2 separate regions of the Macaca mulatta genome follow, and region 2 is linked to region 1. A link is a contact called in public Hi-C data. All regions are on one chromosome and are shown on one strand. Each heading gives the region's core, a stretch centred on a gene start, on an enhancer-like site or on the middle of the called end of the contact. The rest is flanking DNA. Distances are from core to core; before and after follow the strand shown.

What was found. Hi-C and Micro-C count contacts between places; a contact is called where the count stands out from the background.
Region 2: a Hi-C map of fetal cortex germinal zone shows a contact between it and region 1, with 2.3 times the contacts expected there. The contact joins the promoter of CNNM3 here to the promoter of KANSL3 in region 1. A contact is called at or near these places in 2 of 14 Hi-C or Micro-C datasets (fetal cortex germinal zone and fetal cortical plate).

Annotation. Positions count from the first base shown.
Region 1 is chr13:5,291,272-5,298,217 of T2T-MMU8v2.0, forward strand. It overlaps KANSL3 (KAT8 regulatory NSL complex subunit 3), which reads right to left and starts at 2,905. Exons shown (of 21, transcript NM_001194121.2): 1 at 2,810-2,905; 2 at 1,429-1,693. FER1L5 (fer-1 like family member 5) reads left to right here and starts at 5,553. Exons shown (of 52, transcript XM_028832154.2): 1 at 5,553-5,737. The coding sequence starts at 5,653.
Region 2 is chr13:5,474,813-5,481,758 of T2T-MMU8v2.0, forward strand. CNNM3 (cyclin and CBS domain divalent metal cation transport mediator 3) reads left to right here and starts at 4,477. Exons shown (of 9, transcript XR_013402587.1): 1 at 4,477-6,946. CNNM4 (cyclin and CBS domain divalent metal cation transport mediator 4) reads left to right here. Exons shown (of 7, transcript NM_001356559.2): 7 at 1-2,531. The coding sequence ends at 148.

The sequences.
Region 1 (6,946 bases), core at 1,655-4,154:
TCTACCAAAAATACAAAAATTAGCCAGGCATGGTGGCACATGCCTGTAGTCCCAGCTACTCAGGAGGCTGAGGCAGGAGAATCGCTTGAACCCAGGAGGTGGAGGTTGCAGTGAGCCGAGATCACACCACTGCACTCCAGCCTGGGCAACAGAGCAAGACTCTGTCTCAAAAAAAAAAAAAAAAAAAAAAAAAAAACCACACACACATCGTGATATCTCTAACTCCTCAGGTCATTAAGGCTCAATTCCAGGAGGGGGGACTCTAAAGAAGCCTCTACAAGGGCTCAATTCCAGGAGGGGGGACTCTAAAGAAGCCCCACAAAATTGAAACCAGTGCTTAAGGAAAGATTAAACATTAGGTCAGATCAAAAACAAACAGAAGGCCGGGCACGGTGGCTCACGCCTGTAATCCCAGCACTTTGGGAGGCCGAGACGGGCGGATCACGAGGTCAGGAGATCGAGACTATCCTGGCTAATACGGTGAAACCCCATCTCTACTAAAAAACACAAAAAAACTAGCCAGGCGAGGTGGCGGGCGCCTGTAGTCCCAGCTACTCAGGAGGCTGAGGCAGGAGAATGGCGTAAACCCGGGAGGCGGAGCTTCCAGTGAGCTGAGATCCGGCCACTGCACTCCAGCCTGGGCAACAGAGCGAGGCTCCGTCTCAAAAAAAAAAAAAAAAAAAAAAAAAAAACAGAAAAAACTCTTCTCCAAAAGTCCTCCTTTGATCACCATAACAGAATATATCAACACATCTTGAAACATAATTAGAGTGCCTTAAAGTGCGAAAGAATTGGCAAACAGGTTTATTTAGACCAAATGTAACTGTATCACACATCAGGTAGTCAATTTATGAAACTTCCTTACCCTATAACATAGGCTGGGTGAAAATACCATTAGACATAAGAAGGGTTTAGATTAACCCATGGATAGCAGCTCTGTAACAAGGGAAGAGAAAAAGCAATGTCTTGGGAACTGGCTTCTAACCTTCCTGTGTGAAGCCAAGAAAAGCAAAATGCATTACTATAAAAAGGCTATTGTTGCCACTGTCAAGCAACCCAGAGCACTGGACTAATGTGATAAGGAGTCGTATCCTGTGTGGTAATGTTTTAAAATCAACTTTTCAGTCTTTTTCTTCACCAGTTAAATAACCCTCTGCGATTTTCCCCTTTCCACACATCCTATTATCTAAGTGGAATAGGTCGTCTGCTTTTCATTTCCATGTCTTGCTTTCCTAATTCTTGTTAGCTGTCTCATACAGATATCCACATTCAAGCCTGCTATCCTTATGCTGCTTAAGAGATGCCTGAATTTAACATCCAAACGCCTCATACAATCTCCCCCAGTCAATCCTGAGAAAATCCTCTCTAAATTCCCATCTGATCACTGCCCAGTGATGGCAGCAGCAGCCCTCAGAAGCCCAAACTCACATGGTACTTTCGTGCTGCCGCCGGGGAGTGACAAAGAGCATGCGGGTGGGGCGGGCACTACTGGCATCTGGGTGGGCACTCCAAGGCTTGGCATAGCTATGATCCAGAAAAACCAGGTCCAGCTCCCGTTCGTGCACTGAAAGCTGGAAGAGCAGCGAGGTGCCCATGCGTCGAGCTGAAGTCTGGAAGTCCCTCTCCCCACCCCGGTGGGCCATGTCAGTGGAGGGGCAGAAAGTCAGAGCAAGGGTATCTGCATGCTAGTCACCTGCAGTGAGAAGTTTCAGTTTAGGTCAATTCCAATATTCTGAATTTCTCCCAATCTACACCATCGAACATGCTTACTTTTGTAACCTACTATCATTCCTGTTGAGTATCCATTTCACAGCAGACCTCTGGTGGGGAGGGTTCGTGGAATCCCACACCAACACCAAAAAAAAAGGAAAAAAAAAAAAAGAAAAACGAGGTGCCATGAGTTGTCCCATACTCAACCTCTAGCGAACTGAAATTCGCTAACGGGAGAGCTCACCGACCCCGAGGTTCAGAAAGACCTGGCGTGGACAGACACTACACCTGCTTGGCCAGCACAACTTCCTAGGTGGGCAGGAAGAGTTCTGGCAAACGGGAAATCACAAACGTGAGTTTGTCGAAAGCTAAGGTTCTCTGTCGCTTCACATCATCCTCTACCGACGATGCCAACCGAGCCCGGTCCGCAGCAGGAGCGTGGGCACCGCTAAAGGGCAGGGCAACGCGGGCCTCAAAAAAGCGAATCCCAGCTAGGGCTCCATGTCCTTCGAGTCCCTCGTACCGCGTGAAACAAAAGTTCTGTCGGTACTTCGTAATATTCCAGAGTTTATACGAAAAGGAGAGCTCCCCCCACAAAGCCTGTGACAAAATGGTCCCCGTGGAAGCCCTTTCGCCCGCACCCCCGGCGAGGCGTCCCCAGCAAACCGCCCCGGACCCCGGCGGCCCCGCAGGCGTTCCTGCCACTGAGCCTCCATCGAGGAGACAGGGCCATGACTCGCATTTTACAGACGAGGTCGCCAGCTCGGGGAACTGAAGCGACTTGGCCAAGGTCATGCAGAGTTCGCGACGAGGAGGAGCCTCCTGGCCCCCGCCCGCCGCCCGCCGCCGCCCGCCGCCGCCCGCCGCCTCCCGCCTCCCGCTCCCTGGGGCACGGCTCGGCGTCCGCGTCACCGAGGCCCAGACGCGGCCCCCGCCCGCCCCCGGCCCAACCCGCCCGACCAGCCCCGGCAGCCGGCCCTAGCCCGGGCCCCCGCACGCCCCGAGAGCCCTGAAGCCCTCGCCGAGACCCCCGGCCGTCCCAACCAGGGCCGCGAACCCCACGGCCCGCCACTCCCCTCGAAGCCAACGCAGCTCTCACCCGCGCTCTTACGGCCGCGCGCTCGGCCCGGGCCAGATCCCTCAGCGCGTGCGCGTCAACGCCTCCACGCCCCGGCGCTGCGGGCACCGAGTAAAACGCGGAAGAGGCTCACGGCCTGGGAAGGGAGAGGCGGTGAGCGGCAAAGCCCGGAACGGATAAAGCCCCGGCGCCTCAGTCCGGAAGAGGAGCGCCGAGAGCGCGAGAGCGTGTCCGAAGCAGAAAGTCAGCACCTGGGCTGGAGTGTCCCCCTCGCGCATTTTCAGTAGGGAAAGCGAGGGCGGAGGACGAGGCTGGCTTCTACGGCCCCAGTTCTCGCCACCCCCATCGTGTTGGTCCTTTGTGCCCTCTGGGCGGTCGAGCACCCAACTGTCCACCTCCACCAGGGCAGTCCCCTGAATTTCCTCATTAAGAATGTACCTGTGTGGCTCACGCCTGTAATCCCAGCGCTTTGGGAGGCCTAGGCGGGAGGATCTCTTGAGCTCAGGAATTTGAGATGAGCCTGGCCAATATGATGAGACCTCTGTATCTACAAAAAATTTTAGAAATTAGGCATGTGTGATAGTGATGTATGCCTGTAGTCCCAGCTACTCGGGAGGCTGAGGTGGGAGGATCACTTGAGTCTAGGAGGTCCAGGCTGCCATGAGCCATGGTCGCGCCACGGAACTCCAGCCTGGACGACGGAGTGAGACCATGTCTCAAAAAAAAAATAGAATTTTGTTACTGACCCTAGATCGCTTTGTGTGGTTAACTTTCCTATGTGTTTTTGTGTAGAGACAGTAGATCCTCAAAGTCAGGGAAATTAACCTTTGTATCCTCCAGAGAACATAGAGCCCAGGACATAGGTAATTGTTCAAATGATGACTGATCAATAATTGGTTATTTGGTTGACTGACTGAGAGAGCAAGAGTCATGGTTCAAGATGATAAATCTCACCCGGGAGCTGTGGCTCATGCCTATCATCCCAGCACGTTGGGAGGCCCAGGTGGGAGGATCGCTTGAGACCAAGAGTTCAAGACCAGCCTGCACAGAACAGTCAGACTTCGTTTCTATTTTTTTAAAAAAATTAATTAATTAAATTTTTAAAAATGGCCAGGTGTGGTGGCTCACACCTGTAATCCCAGCACTTTGGGAGGCTGAGGCGGATGGATCACAAGTTCAGGAGTTCAAGACCAGCCTGGCCAAAATGGCGAAACCCTGTCTCTACTAAAAATGCAAAAATTAGCCACGTGTGGTGGCCCATGCCTGTAATCCCAGCTACTCGGGAGGCTGAGGTAGGAGAATCACTTAAACCCGGGAGGCAGAGATCGGTGAGCCGAGATCGCCGAGCCGAGATTCATTCTTTGCCAATTTAAGAGGTGATAAATGGTATCTTATCCCGTTTCTTGGCTTATTAATGAGTTTGATTTTTTGTTTTGTTTTGTTTTGTTGTTGTTGTTGTTGAGACGGGGTCTCTCTCTGTCGGCCAGGCTGGAGTGCAGTGGCGTGATCTCGGCTCACTGCAACCTCCGCCTCCAGGGTTCAAGCGATTCTCCTGCCTCAGCCTCCCGAGTAGCTGAGACTACAGGCGTGTGCCACCACGCCCGGATAATTTTTTTGTATTTTTAGGAGAGACAGGGTTTCACTGTGTTAGCCAGGATGGTCTCCATCTCCTGACCTCGTGATCCACCCACCTCGGCCTCCTAAAGTGCTGGGATTACAGGCATGAGCCACTGCTCCCAGCTTTTAGATATTCATTAGTTTTCCTTCTAACTATTAAATAAGATGTAATTTATACAACGTTCAACCCTAAAACCTAAAAAACCTTGCTGTGGAGAATAACAGTAAATGCCCCAGCTCCACCTTAATGCTCAGAGGCTCTGACAGCCATAAAGACAGCCACTTCAAAACTGCATGGGCTTCCTCGACCTTCCATAGGAGCTCATTCATTCAAAAGCTAATTTCCTTTTGTCAAAGAGGGTCTCATATGTAAACTTAGGTTTTTCTTAGTAAAAAGGAGGCTTCCACGTTAAGAAGAACTTTCGCTGAGACCTCACAGAAATAGTCCTTGATTTTCCTATCCCTTTTCTCAGGTCGCTTCACTGTTTTCTTATTTTCTCATCTAAATTGTGTGACTTTGGCAATGATTCACTCCAGACAACTTGCTTGTACAAGGAGAAAACATCAACCTTACGTCTGACCTTGAAATCAAAAGGACAGCAAGGAGGGCAGGTGTGGGGTGGGAAAAAAAAAAAAAAAGGGCCAGACTTGGTGGCTCACGCCTGTAATCCCAGCAGTATGGGAGGCCGGGGCGGGCAGATCACCTGAGTTCGAGAATTCCAGACCAACCTGACCAACATAGAGAAACCCCATCTCTACTAAAATTACAAAATTAGCTGGGTGTGGTGGCGCATGCGTGTAGTCCCAGCCACTCGGGAGGCTGAGGCAGGAGAATCGCTTGAACTCGGGAGGCAGAGGTTGTGGTGAGCTGAAATCGCACCATTGCACTCCAGCCTGGGCAACAAGAGCAAGACTCCATCTCAAAAAAAAAAAAAAAAAAAAAAAAAGCAGAATAGGAGAAAAGAGAAAAGAGGAGGTGAAAGCAGCCAGATGATTTTGTTTCTACAGGCCCAGTCACCTATACTGGGTGACACCCATACTGTTCCTCTTCCCCCCTCTTTCCCATTAATTCCTCACCAGAACCGAGAACCGCCCACCTTTGTGACATCCTCTCTGTTGCCAAGCAACAGACAGGAAGTGGGGCTCCACTCACCCCAGGATCCCTGGGAAGAGCCTCGGACTGAGGAGCTCCAAAAAGGAAGCTGTGGCACTGCGGAGGGAACGAGGGAAGAGAGTAGGTCTCCGAGATGCTGCGGCTTGTTGTGCAGTCGGCCAAGATTGACCCACCGCTAGCTCCACTACCCAGGCCCTGCATGTCCATCGACTTCAGAGGTGAGAGCCTCCTTGAGTCCACATGGGAGAGAGAAGCCCCCAGAGGCAACATGCATTCAGTGAAAAAAGAGGTGTAGGGCACCGTACTACGTAAAAGATGCCCTGTATAACACAAAGTGAAGTAGACATTGCCCAGCTCTCTCAAAACTTATTGCTGTCGTTTGATTATGACTTCTCTGCCTCCTACTTTTGCTAGGGAATGGATATGGAAAAAAGAGAGGACGAGTGCTTCTGGACCTTCTTCCATGACCTAGAGCTGCGCCGTAAACTAAGGCTTAAAGAGAAAGTCCCTGCTTCCTCAGATTGATATGGGGGTTTAAAAAGATAATATGTGTATAGCCCTTAGTATAACTTCTAGTAATAACTGCTTGATCATATTAGTTCCGTTTGCATGAGCTTTACAACTGACAAAGCGTTTTTTTTTTTTGTTTTTTTTTTGAGACAGACTGTCACTCTGTTACCCAGGCTAGAGTGCAGTGGTGTGATCTTGGCTCACTGCAACCTCTGCCTCCCAGGTTCAAGCAATTCCCCTGCCTCAGCCTCCGAAGTAGCTGGGACTACAAGCGCATGCCACCACACCCGGCTAATTATTGTCATTTTGGTGGACACGGGGTTTCACCATATTGGTCAGGCTGGTCTCGAACTCCTGACCTCAGGGATCCACCCACCTGGGCCTCCCAAAGTGCTGAGATTACAGGTGTGAGCCATGGCACCCAGCTGACAAAGCCTTTTCATATGTACAATGATGTCTGCTGCTCACAGCAATTCCAGAGGTAGATGAAGCAAATTTTATCATCTCCATTTTTTTTTTGTAGATGAAGCAAGTTTTACTATCTCCATTTTTTTTTTTTTTTTTTTTTTTTTTTTAGTTAAGAGAATAGAACCCCAAGAAGGAAGGGAAAGAAAAGGATGAAAGAATTTGTGAGAGAAAATGAGAGAGATGTTAGGTATATTTAGATATCAAAGATCTGGCAGCTAAAAGGAAAGAAAAGAATAAAGGGTGAAAGGATGGGGCATGGTGGCTCACGGTTGTAATCCCAGCACTTTGGGAGGCTGAGGTGGGCAGATCACTGGAGGTCAGGAGTTCGAGACAAGCCTGGTCAACACAGTGAAACCCCGTCTCTATTAAAATATAAAAACTAGCTGGGCGTGGTGGCAGGTGCCTGTAATCCCAGCTACTTGAGAGACTGAGGCGGAAGAATCGCTTGA
Region 2 (6,946 bases), core at 3,227-5,726, 190 kb after region 1:
CAGCCCTCAGTTTCCCATAGACGGGTGCACCACCCACATGGAGAACTTGGCCGAGAAGTCTGAGCTGCCCGTGGTGGATGAGACCACGACTCTTCTCAACGAGCGTAACTCCTTGCTGCACAAAGCCTCCCACGAGAGTGCCATCTGACAGGAGGGCCCGGGGCCCCCCGCCTACCCTGCGGGGGCCTCCCCAGTGGGCCCACATGAAGAGAGGGAACCTGTTAGTCCAGAAAGGTTGCAGATAGATAGCCTGTCTGATTGAGCAGCCAGATGGCCCCCAGCCTGTGGGGGATCTGGCCTCTGCCAGGGACCTCTGAGTAGCTCTGAGGTGGCACTGTCCAGCCCTGGATAGATGGGGCAGTGGGCCAGCTACCATGAGCAAAGGCTGTTTTTTTACTGAGAGTATTTCTAAACTAGGCTCATCGCTCTTCTTTTTAAATATAATTTTGGGAAGGGAAGACAGGGTTAAGGAACTTTATTAAAAAAAATTTTTTTTCCCTAAAAACTATAAAAGAAGAAGGGTTTCTTGTCCTGGGAAGCAATGGACATGATCTGCTCCCAGCCATGGCCTTCCAGCTTGTGTCCCTGACTGAGGGAGCTCTCCCTTCCCCCCCTCTTCCTCCTCCGGAGGTGGGATCCCAGAGCCTGCCGGCGGAGGCTCGTCTCTTGGAAGGAAGACAGCTCTTCACAGGAAGCAAAGAACCAACTGGCATGGAGATCAGCTGCCTGGGCACCTGCGCCGTAGCTTGTCTGACAATGCGGAGGCCAGGAGCTCCTGGGTAGCTGTGATCAGGGACATGATAATCCGAGCTATGGAGAGGAGCACATCTGCTGTCAACCGCTGTACCCAGAAATCTCCTAGAACTCTGCCGACAGCCTCTCCTGGTGAGTCAGGACTCGGCTGAGGACAGACACATCCCCCCCCCCCCCCGCCTCCCATCCAGCCCTTTGGACAACTGGCCCCTTCGTGACGGGGCAGACTCAAGTGTTAGGCAGGGTCTCAGGCCTTCGATTGCTCACCCCTGCTCCCCAGGCCCTGCCCTCACTGTTACCAAAGGTTCCCCCTCGGCAGGAGGGCATCTACGTTGGAGGTGACTTGTCTAGGTTCTTCCTTTTGGTTCCGGGAGGAACTGTCAGTCATCGGCATCTGCATTGTTAGCAGTCAGTACCACCCCCGCCCCACAATAAGAGTCAAGGCTGACTTGTTGACTGAAGCCTTTTCCCCAGATTCCTTATTTCGAATCCCCAAGCCTCAGTCCCTCTTGGGGATGGGGACAAGAGGACGTGTGGGAAGCCACGGAAGCAGGTTCTTTATGTCCTTTCCTCTGCGGCTGGCAAGGCTCACCTGGCCTTATCCACCCCCTTATGGAACCTCAGGAGAGGACAGCTCCTCCTAAAGGCATGCAGCTTGCAACCCTGCTTTCTCACAGGCGTGATCCTAGTGTGAGAGGTCGTCCTGCCCTTGCTGAAGTTAGTAGTACTGTACCAAGAGCTCTGCCCCCATGTGAATTGCTACCCTGGCGCCTCTTCCCTGGGGCTGAATCAGGCCCTGCTGCAGAACTCCAGGTTTCCCAGAGTCGGGGAGGCTGTGGGACCAAGGTCCCCGTTGGCCTTTCTGCTGGGTGCAGCAGGAGCTGGGTCCTGAGAGCCTGGCCAGTGAAACTGCAGGCCTTCCGCCTGAGTATTATTTATTCACTCCTTTTCTCACCCCAAGTGCCCTGCTCTCCAGGTGCCTAGAGAATCCTAACTCTTAGGACCAGGGATTGTCTTGCACCAAGTATGCCTACCCTGGCCAGTCTGAGGTCTCCTAGCCATAGAACTGACTCCTGGACGCCTGGAGAGAAGGTGGTGACACCCGTGGGTTCTCAACTTTAAGGAAAAAAGACACCAGACTTTTGTTCCCTATTGGGGGAAAGCCCTTAGTCTTCTCCAGGAGCAGCTTGCTCCCAAGTCCTTTTGGAAGCTGGCAGAGCTGTACTCCTGACAGCCTGACTGCCAGGTGGAGCAAAAGACGTTGGTGGGGGTGTGGGAAGCAAAAGGGGCAGGTGTACACACCTCCACAGTGACCTCTGTGCACACGGTTACCGCCAACTGGCTGACCCTCCTCTTCCCTGGTCCATTGATCATCCCTTCTCACAGAGGGTCATCATTATTTCCAAATACTGTTGGTCTGATGACTTCCTCTTCCCAGTGCAATTTTTCACTTCCTATTTCAACCTCTGGTTCCTGGGATGAGCCATACCCTGGAACTGTCCCGCCCGCTGTGTCTTCCGTGTAAGGGAGACCTTTGCCAATGGCATCCAAATGGGTAGGCAGGTCACAGCCGCCGTATTTATTTTGCATAATATTTTAATTTGTATATTTTTGTGATTTACTTTGGCGTTATGAGTTTGACTCTCGGGGAGTTTTGTTGTTATGACTCTTGTGTCTTTTGTCACAAAACAATGATAATATTTGCTAAAGGATATATGGAATTTATTTTTGATTGGTAATAAAAAATGAAATATGTATAAATCCTGGTGAGTCTACAACTTGCCTTTTTGTTCTGTCGCTATTTAGTGTGTTGTCGAGATAAAAGTGGCTGTGGCTGGCTGTCTCTTGTGATGGGGCAAGGGGCAATAAAGGATTCCAGGACCATTCAGCTGTGAGATGCAGTCGGAAATGGAGTTTCTAAATAGAGTCAAGGCTGTCATCACAGGAGAGGGTCATGGCTGCTGGCAGACATATAGGACAGATGTGCTCAGCTGCCATGAGCATGAGTCCTGTGAAACAGACCCCACAGGGCCCTTGGCTTGTGAGTACTGGAAGGGCAGTGAGCTTCAGCAAATTGCCCCTCTTTCCTACCCATGGGACCAAAAGAAGCTGGATCCGAAAGTGTAATACTGTTTTATAACATGCAGCTGCCTCTTCGTCCACACTTACAGGCTGCTTGTGGTTTCAAAGTTGGAGTGCTCATCCCTTGAGGGACCTGAGTTCCGTCACTATACCCACTCGAAGTCGCAGCTCTGCAGGGGACTCCTGTGGTGCTGTATAGCTGCTGCAGGCCGGCTTGTGCGACTCAGTGTGCTGAGACCAGGGGCTCCAAGCATGCAAAGTTTAATGGAGTAGACAGACTGGGGGCATCTAGGTAGGCAACAAAGAGAAGAGGATATTCCAGATAAAAGGGGTACACAGGCAAACGTTTGTGTATAGGGCAAGATTTGTAAATTATCTTCATCCATCTGTTCCATATGTTTAAGCCCCTATCGCATGCCAGGTACTACCAACCCGTGTGAATTTAGTGAAGAACCTCCCCACCACCCCAAGGGGGACATTTGCTGTCTCCGTGACCTGGGACACGTCTCCTAAGTCTTGATGAGGCTCACCCCTTATTTCATTTAAGCCTCAGTTCAAATGCCATCTCCTTGAGAAGCCTTCCCTGATTAGCCCATCTCAATCAGCATCGCCCCAGCATCTGTCTCTTGATCTTGCCTTTTTCCCTCCATAGCACTTACTACCAGATATTAAAATATAGACGTTGGTATTGTCTATTGTCCTTGCACTAGAATCTATCCCCACAAGGGTAGGGACTTAATTTTATTCCCACTACAGTCCCGATACTAGAACAGTACCTGGTACATTGCAGGGACTCAGTGCAGGAAATACTCGTTGAATGAATAAGTGAATACATGTTACAATAGGGGATGTACTGGATGATGTGGGGAGAGCACATAGCTCGATTAACCTTGAACCAACCTAGTCAAGAAGGTCAAGGAAGATCACTCGGAGGGAGCAGCATATGAGCCAAGGCTTGAGAGATAAGCAGGAAGTAGCCAGGGGTTTAAAACTCAAGAATAAATATTTAGATATAACATGGAAATGTCTTGATCCAAAAGAACACTAAGGAAAATGGCCCAGGGAGGGCCAACAATGGTCTGAAGGTCAAGTGGCTATGTCTCCATTGATGCCAACCAGGGGTGGGGTAAAGAATGGCACAGCCACAGGAGAAGCTGGTGAAGGACTGTCGAGGCCTCTACTGCAAATGGAAAACCACTCCAGGAGCAGGTTTGCGTGCCCCATACTGGATTGTTTTGTATCTTTGTGTACTGACAATTTAAGTGACCACTTACGTTTTCCAAGTTTGATCCAATTTTCTTCTACCTGAAGCTTTACTCCCAGAAAGTTAGTTATAGGTTGGTGGTTTTCCAAGGAAGCCTGAGACAAGGAAAAAGTAACATGTCAAAGATGAGAGCTCTGTCTCTAAATCCATGGGGAGTTTCTCCTGGCTTTCCTCTGGAACCATTCTTTGTTAATGACTCTTCAGGCACATGACTCATTTCTTTTTCTTTTTTTTTTTTTTTTTTGAGATGGAGTCTCGCTCTGTTGCCCAGCCTGGAGTGCAGTGGCGCAATCTCGGCTCACTGCAAGCTCCGCCTCCCGGGTTTACGCCATTCTCCTGCCTCAGCCTCCCGAGTAGCTGGGACTACAGGCGCACGCCACCTCACCTGGCTAGTTTTTGTATTTTTTAGTAGAGACGTGTTAGCCAGGATGGTCTCGATCTCCTGACCTCGTGATCCACCCGTCTCGGCCTCCCAAAGTGCTGGGATTACAGGCTTGAGCCACCGCGCCCGGCCAACATGACTCATTTCAAGCATGTCATCCATTCTCTTTCAATGTCAGTATTTTATCTTGACTTGGAGACAGAAGTGAGAACTAAAGGAGCTGAATCTATTGTAATGTTTGCACTTTTGTTTTTTCTTCAGAAGCATGATGATGATCCAGTGGAAAGGCCCAGTAACGTCTGTATTGCTTCTGCTGGCGGCTTTACTCTGTAATCTGCAAAAGTAAGGTAAACTCAAAGGGCACAGACCATCATCTGGATAATGAAAACTGGAGCACACAGAGATGCCCCACTGGCCTGGTCACAGCTCTGGGTTTACAATGCAGAAGAGACACTATTACCATCTTCTAAAAATACACTATTATCTTTTTTTTTTTTTTGAGACGGAGTCTTGCTCTGTCGCCCAGGCTGGAGTGCAGTGGCACGATCTTGGCTCACCACAACCTCTGCCTCCTGGGTTCATGCCATTCTCCTGCCTCAGCCTCCCGAGTAGCTGGGACTACAGGCTCCCGCCACCACGCCAGGCTACTTTTTGTATTTTTAGTAGAGACGGGGTTTCACCGTGTTAGCCAGGATGGTCTCGATCTCCTGACCTCGTGATCTGCCCGCCTCGGCCTCCCAAAGTGCTGAGATTACAGGCGTGAGCCACCGCACCCGGCCCACTAGTACCATCTTTTAAAAAGTTTTTTACAAAGTCTTTTCCTTTGGCCATTCACCACCAGCTTACTTAATTTTTTTTTTGTTTTGCACATTACTTTCCACACAAGTTTTACTTTGTGGCCACAATGTGCATACTTTATTTGAATGTTACTTTCATGACATAGCAAATTGTTTCTATAGTTTTTATAAAGGTCATTTAAAATGACATGCGCAGTAAGTCAAAGTCTTCCTGTGCTAGGAAATTTGAAAAAACAAAAGTGTAGAGAAAAATACAAAAATTACTGAATCTGAACATCTACAGAGAAGTGTTAGCATCTGGTCTGTTTCCTTCCAATCACAGACAGATCATATCTAATGGGTAAAGAACCTTCCATACTGTCAACAGACCACACTGTCTTCTAAAATCAATTCACCAGTGCGGATCCTCTGGAATAGATCTTGTGAGTCCAGAGGTGGTACTTTCCTCCCAGCGGCGAGCTATGAGAAGTGGAATCACCAGAGGTAGTCATTCCGTAGACAGAACTGCCGCCTCCCTGCGTGGCTGCGATGCTGACCTGGGTGGCAGGCCGGGGGCGCCGGAACCCAGCACGCACACTAAGTCGGTCCGAGCTCCGCTCTGCTCCTGTAAGATACTAACAACCTGAGGTAGCTGTCCAGACTCAAGGCGGTAGTGATTTTGTGTGTCTGCGTGTTTATCGCGGGGTCCGCAGCGGGACCGCAGGGGCTGTGTCCGACGTCCCCAGACCTCCAGCAGGGTCCGGAGCGATGAACATCTTCCATCAACTTCACCTCCGGGCGCTCGGTCACTGGTTCTTACTTCAGCCCTCTTAGCCCCATAGGTCGGCGCGTCGAAAACCTTTCTGGCACCCGGTGGTCTTTCCTAAGAAAAAGGCACATCTCTCGCACATTTAACTCTCCGTCCGGTCTTTAACTTCAGGCGCGCCAGGACCCGAGGTTCTTCCGAGCGGCAGCTCCGCTCCCGAGCCGGGCACTTCCCAGAGCATTGGCGCGGCCTCCGGGCGCGCGGGACAGCCTCGGGAGGACGGGACTCCGGGCGCCGCGCGCGGGCCGAGGACAGCCGGGCTGAGGAGGCCCTGCCCGCCGCCCCGCGTTCTCCCGGCCACGGCCACCCCGCGCATCCGGAGCTGCCGCAGACCCGGCCGGGCCCAGAGCCCCACGCCCCCGGCCCGCCCCTAGCGGCCGCTTGTTTACTCCCCGGCGCAGCCTAGTCCGACCCTGGGGCCCGCCCCTGCCCACCGCCTATTGGCCGAGGAAGCGCGAAGACCGGCAACGATTGGCCCGGGGAGGCGCGGGGCGAGCGGGGTAGGCTGCGCGAGAGGCCGAGAGGGGGCGGCAGGCGATGGCGGCGGCGGCAGCGGCGGCGGGTGTGTTAGGCTGGTTGTTGGCCGCGCTCTGCTTGGGCAACGCCGCGGGGGACGCCGCGCCGGGCCCGCGAGTGCTGGGCTTCTGTCTGGAGGAGGATGGAGCGGCGGGCGCGGGGTGGGTACGCGGAGGGGCGGCGCGGGACACGCCGGACGCCACCTTCCTCCTGCGCCTCTTCGGCCCGGGCTTCGCCAACAGCTCTTGGTCCTGGGTGGCCCCCGAGGGGGCGGGCTGCCGGGAGGAGGCGGCCGCCCCCGCGGGCGAGTGGCGCGCGCTGCTGCGCTTGCGCCTGCGGGCCGAGGC